2 separate regions of the Rattus norvegicus genome follow, and region 2 is linked to region 1. A link is a contact called in public Hi-C data. All regions are on one chromosome and are shown on one strand. Each heading gives the region's core, a stretch centred on a gene start, on an enhancer-like site or on the middle of the called end of the contact. The rest is flanking DNA. Distances are from core to core; before and after follow the strand shown.

Region 1 (2,700 bases), core at 171-2,670:
ATATATGCTGTCACAAAGGCATTTGCTTCAGCAGATAATCATGTAACTTTCAGAAATCATTTCACAGTCTTAAAGTAGTTAGTCTTAAATAAGAAAACTATCCAGCCAATAAATGCCATTCTGTGTTATCATCAGGGTGGCTGCCAAGTGAGGCGACCTCAAAAAGTGAGGGAGAAGTACAGGGAGAAGAGGGTGGGTGTCCAGAAGAAACCAAATATTTTATAGCGGGAGTCTTTCAGGCAGACTGGCTGGGTTCCATAGAAGCCCATTCATATCTGGAAGTCTTTATCATTGCTTTAAGGCTAGAAATCAATGACTACTATCCTCTTGAGAGTCTGAAACCTGAAACAAGCATATTTCTCTAAGCACCTTTGCGAATGTACTTAATTTTCCATGAGAACTCACTGTCTTGACCTGGCTCCTGGAATTCGAGGGAAGGGTAGAAAGTCGAGTCCAATAAATGAGTGACTTTCCGGAACTTCCAACTCGATTATTTCTGATGGTTCTCCATTGTACAAAAAAAAGGTAGTTTGCACTTAGGTAACTCTTTGAAAGAGGAGACCAAGAGCATACAGCCTGTGTACGCTGATGAGTCTCATTCTATATCTTGTTGGCTCAGACTGTCTTTGTTTGGAATCTAGCCTCTGGCCGAGGGTCAGCTAACTGAAGAGGGAATGAGATTCTAATTCTTTAATTAGTTTCTCAGTGATTCTCTATGGTTGGCAATAAAGGAAATACTTTCTGGGAGATCAGGTTCTTACCCTGAAAGTTTGGATAGGATAAAGTACTTGAAAGCCCAAGATCATTTTCAGCCTATTGTTCTAGTCTGCCTCTGAGCTGGGTTTTCTGCTAAAGGCTTTGGAGCCAAATTTTTATTTCATCCTCACAGCCATGGCTCAGAGGCACCAATGAGCACACTTCTTTCAAACATGAATGCACAAAGGCCTGTCCTCTTACCAGCACTTAACAAACATAGTACATTCATGGAACCGCTTGAAAGGCAAACAGGTTTTGTCTGTGAATATTGTGAATGAACATTGCAATCTACTGTACAAATATCCTGGCATGTTCAAAGGTCTAGTCCTCCAAAAAAAATTATGCTGGAGCTTTCTTAGAAGTCAGTATGGTGGGTAGGGGTGGGTCTATACAAACATCTTTGGAACAACCATGCCCTTTCCTAACAATAGGTGCTAGTCTCTCCTGTCCATGCTGTCCCTTTAAAGGCTGAATATCAAGCCCAGCACAAAGGCAGCACACAGAAAGACATGACTGAGTTCGTATAGTTGTATGCTAGGAAAAACATTCTTCCAAAGGCACACAACACACATGACTCCAGTGCCATCTTCTGAGTAGGACACTGCATACTTGAACAAAAGCCACAAAGAAGTGACCATGCCTTTCCAGCTTATGCAGCAGCTGGAATGTGTCTGACAGGGACCCCACCCTGGCCTTGTTAGTGAGTCATGGTCCTTCCTCCTTGGGGAGGACTTGCCCTGCTTCCTGATAGAGGAGAAGGCCATATATGGAGACATCTTTTCTCTTGCCTCTGGGTGGAGGGATGGAAGAGAAAAAAGTTCAAACCTTGTGTTGATGTCTATTTTTACAAAGATATTCTTTTGAGCGGTTTGACTTTCTTGTGTAGAGCCATATTAAACACACGTCAGACACTTAGTTGAAAGAAAAACACCTGCTTTCCAAGGGTTATTAAAGTTCTACCTTCAGCCTTCCAGGTCTGGGGGAAGACAGCTTGAGAGAAAACAATCTCTGATTTGGGGCATCAAATGGCTGTCAGAGTGAAGGTTGGGTACAGACCGTGTTCACCCAAAGTAGGAGGCCAGCATTAAGAAGGAAATCAAAAGTAGAGAAAACACATAACAGCTGATTTCTTTTACACTCCTGGGAAAGGCTCTTTACTCTTTTCTGCATTACTGGACACATGTCTCTCCCATGAGACTCCAAAGTGACGTCCACTATATCATTATCAGCATGTCATCAATTCTAAGTTCTGTTAACCACCTGCTATCCCAGGGGAGATTTCTCCAGCATCCACGTGTTCTTCTGTGATGAATACTGATATGTAAGTGATGTCTTTACAATATGCTAATGCATATATAAATTATTTTATGGCATATTAAATAACACAGCACTTTATTAATGCTATTATTTGCTTCTTTTTTTCAACACTGTGCATGCTCTGAAATGGTCAGGAGAATGGGATTTGCAACTTAGCAATGTCCTGGCCCTCCTCTTTCCATATGTTTTCCTTCTTCCCATGTTGTGTACTTTCTGAACACTGTGGTATTGGTGACTTTGTTCATGATGTCCTGTTGCAAATGTCCACATAGGAGGCTGGCCTTTTGGCTGTGACAATGATTCCCCAGTGCCCTAATTCTGAAGCAGTGTTTGAAGTTTTCTGCTGGGTCTTTTAAGTTATTTCTTCTGCCCACCCTGTCTAGGATTACTCGAAAAATAACAAATAACAATAAGCCTGCCTCAACATTGCCAAAAGAAACTGCCTGGGACCTTTCAGAAGCCACATTCAATTTATGAAGAAATGAAATAGATCTTCTCGACCAACCATGACAATAAGCACTGGCCTACATATTCAGGGCCTGAAAGAAGTCGAGGCAATGGGCCTAATGAGAAGCAGTCAGCGAATCTAATGAGAATCAGACAGAAGGCCTAATGAGACATTTAACA
Region 2 (2,700 bases), core at 138-2,637, 460 kb before region 1:
AAGTTCAAAATGCTGGAAAGGTTGCTCATCATTTAAGAGCACTGACTGCTCTTCAAGAGGACTAGGATTCAATTCCCAGGATCCACACGAAAGGTCACTACTCCACTACAAGGAGATCTCGTACCCTTTTCTGGAGTGACATTGTGCACAGACATATAAACATAGATAAAAAATAAATTATTTAAAATTATGAAATCCAGTATTTTATTGGGCTGTCATGGTAGCATAGTCTTGCAATCTCAGTTTTTAAGGATTCTGAAGTAGGAGGATTAAAAATGCAAGGCCAGTTTGAATATCAAGAGAATTGAAAGCCAGCCTGGGAACACATTTTTAAAAAAATAATAATAGTAATAGAAGAGCACACATCCATATACGAAAGGTCTCATATTTTCTCAGTATTGCAAAACAAAACCCCGAAAGAATATGGAATTATCTTCAAAGTTTCCTGATGATTCAACAAGTGCCCCTACTCTCCTAGACAGTGTGCAGTCACACCTGTTTACAGATTAAGAGTGATGAGAAGATTGCTAGAATCCTGTGCATTACAACCCTGAGCAGGAGACCATGTGCCAATGCTGAAACTAATCTGCAGCAAGAAGGGAGGGGGATGTCTTAGCTGCTTTCCACTTGCTCTGACAAAACTTCATAACCAAAGCAACTTCTGAAGAGTTTATTGGAGGGAAAGTTACAGTTTCAGATCGTCAATCCATGAACACTACAAGGGGCATGACAGCAGCAGACGAGCTCAGCACTGGAGTAGTACCTGAAAACGTACATCTGATCCACATACGTAGCTGGGAAAGGCAGTATGGAAACCTCAAAGCTTTCCCAGTGACACATCTCCTCCAACAAGACCACACATTCCCTAATCTTTCTCAAACATTTCTGCTAATAGGGTATTCAAGCACATGAATCTGTGCTGGGGCCATCATTTTCATTCAGACCACCAGAGAAGGGAGTCATATCACAGGCTGATAAATATCAATGCCTCACCTGGGAAGCAGGTGCCTGTAACATAGGGCTCCCTAATATCAGAACAAAGCTTGCCTGCCCTGGACACCACAGGGAAAATGCAACTTGATACTTAAGTAAAAAAAAAATTACATAAAAAAACCTCACAACAGCCCCTACTAAAAGAAAACCTTTGTGAATGAGCTGAAGGGCACATGGATAAAATTTCCCCTAAAATATACATTGTTTAGACTGTGGGAGGTGGTGATTTTGGGAAACCATGGTCCATGTTTTACCAAATCTAAACTTTGGGGAAGAAAATACAGTTTCAGAGTGTTGACAACCAATAACATAGTGAAACTCACTGTCAGAATACAATTTGAGTGTGGTTAGCTGAACGTTTGGAAAGCCTGTGGTATGGCTCTGATGAGTCAGCAGCTCTGGCCACCTACAGCCTGCGTGTGTTATGTCTGCAGTTTGAGCACAGGACAGAGAGAAAGGGGATGGGAGAAGAGGAAGTATGCTTACGTTCTTCTTCATAACCCTATCGGCAGTCATCCAAAAATAGAATTTTTGTTCTTCTAATATATAGTAGATCTATATGTAATAGACGTAATGTATTGCATTACATGCTAGGGATCCAGTGGTGCTTATTACACAGTAGAGGAGTAAAAGTTCTGAGAATCCTTGCCTCTGAGAACCCTACTACTCAGAGATGAAGGAAGGCATGTGCAGGTGATGGTTAATTGTTCTATGGAGCATCTCTGGGGGTTATGGGAGCAGAAAAGGGGTTCCTGCATATCCCTGCCTGCCTTTGAAGTATACTCCTCCTATGCATTGTGCTTAAAGGTCTGAGGGAAACTGATGAGGCAAATAAAGCATAGATTCTTCCAGGCAAATTAAGCACACGTCCCCACTAGTTTTTGAATCTACACATCTGACGAAGACACCTTAATCCATGGGTTTCTAAATCATTTCTCTTTAAGTATCCTAATTTGTTAAAGTTCAAGAAAAGATTTCCTTTCCCTCCTCTCCATTCTTCTCCCTCCTTTCCTTCACTCTTCCTACCCTTTCTCCTTCTTTTCTTCCTTATTTCTAAATCTATCCCTCTTTTAAAACCTCTCCCTCTCTCAATCTCTCTTCTTCTTCTCTGTCAATAATAACTTCATTACACTAAATACAGACTCTCTAAGAGCAAAGGTGTGAATAAGACCCAGTGTTATGAATCCCTGAAACTCAAATGGCCTTTGAGTTTGACAACCCTGCACTAAATCAAACAGGCCATAACTAGTGCAATCACTTGCTTCTTATCTAGGTTATGGCCATTCGTCAAAAACTGATGCCAAGAGGCATTTGGATTATAGGTGTTCCAATTAAATCTTCTTTGAGTTTTCATATGATGCAATGGTCCAAAGGCTAGGGATCCAAAATAGTAGTTAATTCCTGAGCCATCGATCAGAACTGTTTGAGAATTGGAAAACTGGTCTTCCCCTGCTTGTAAATGCTATCCCCAATGCCCCCAAACAACTGTTAAAAGTTTTCTTTGGGATTTAACTAAGATTGCTGGGGATTTAAGGTACCAGCTGCCAGATTGTTAAAGTGCATTAATGTTTACAGTGATTATGATTACGAGATCTAATAATAAATACTTGCATATACTGGAGCACAGCCCAAATCCTGTTTCACAAGAAAGTTTCAGTGTAAAGCCACAGTTCTTCAGAAAGCTTCATAGAGGACAATCTGAGAGCA

Evidence for each region. Hi-C and Micro-C count contacts between places; a contact is called where the count stands out from the background.
Region 2: a Hi-C map of the A7r5 cell line shows a contact between it and region 1, with 3 times the contacts expected there. The contact joins two enhancer-like sites. A contact is called at or near these places in 2 of 12 Hi-C or Micro-C datasets (the A7r5 cell line and kidney).

What each region holds. Positions count from the first base shown.
Region 1 is chr17:53,025,266-53,027,965 of GRCr8, reverse strand. No RefSeq gene overlaps it. Among named protein-coding and RNA genes, the nearest start is that of Inhba, 780 kb to the left of the region's middle. Within about 2 kb of position 1,420, at least 10 of the 93 cell types and tissues checked have an H3K27ac peak or open chromatin away from gene starts, as enhancers often do. A contact at or near this core is called in the A7r5 cell line, where this site is marked.
Region 2 is chr17:53,486,863-53,489,562 of GRCr8, reverse strand. All of the region lies in intron 1 of LOC120097752 (a long non-coding RNA gene), which reads left to right. Among named protein-coding and RNA genes, the nearest start is that of Inhba, 320 kb to the left of the region's middle. Within about 2 kb of position 1,387, at least 3 of the 93 cell types and tissues checked have an H3K27ac peak or open chromatin away from gene starts, as enhancers often do. A contact at or near this core is called in the A7r5 cell line, where this site is marked.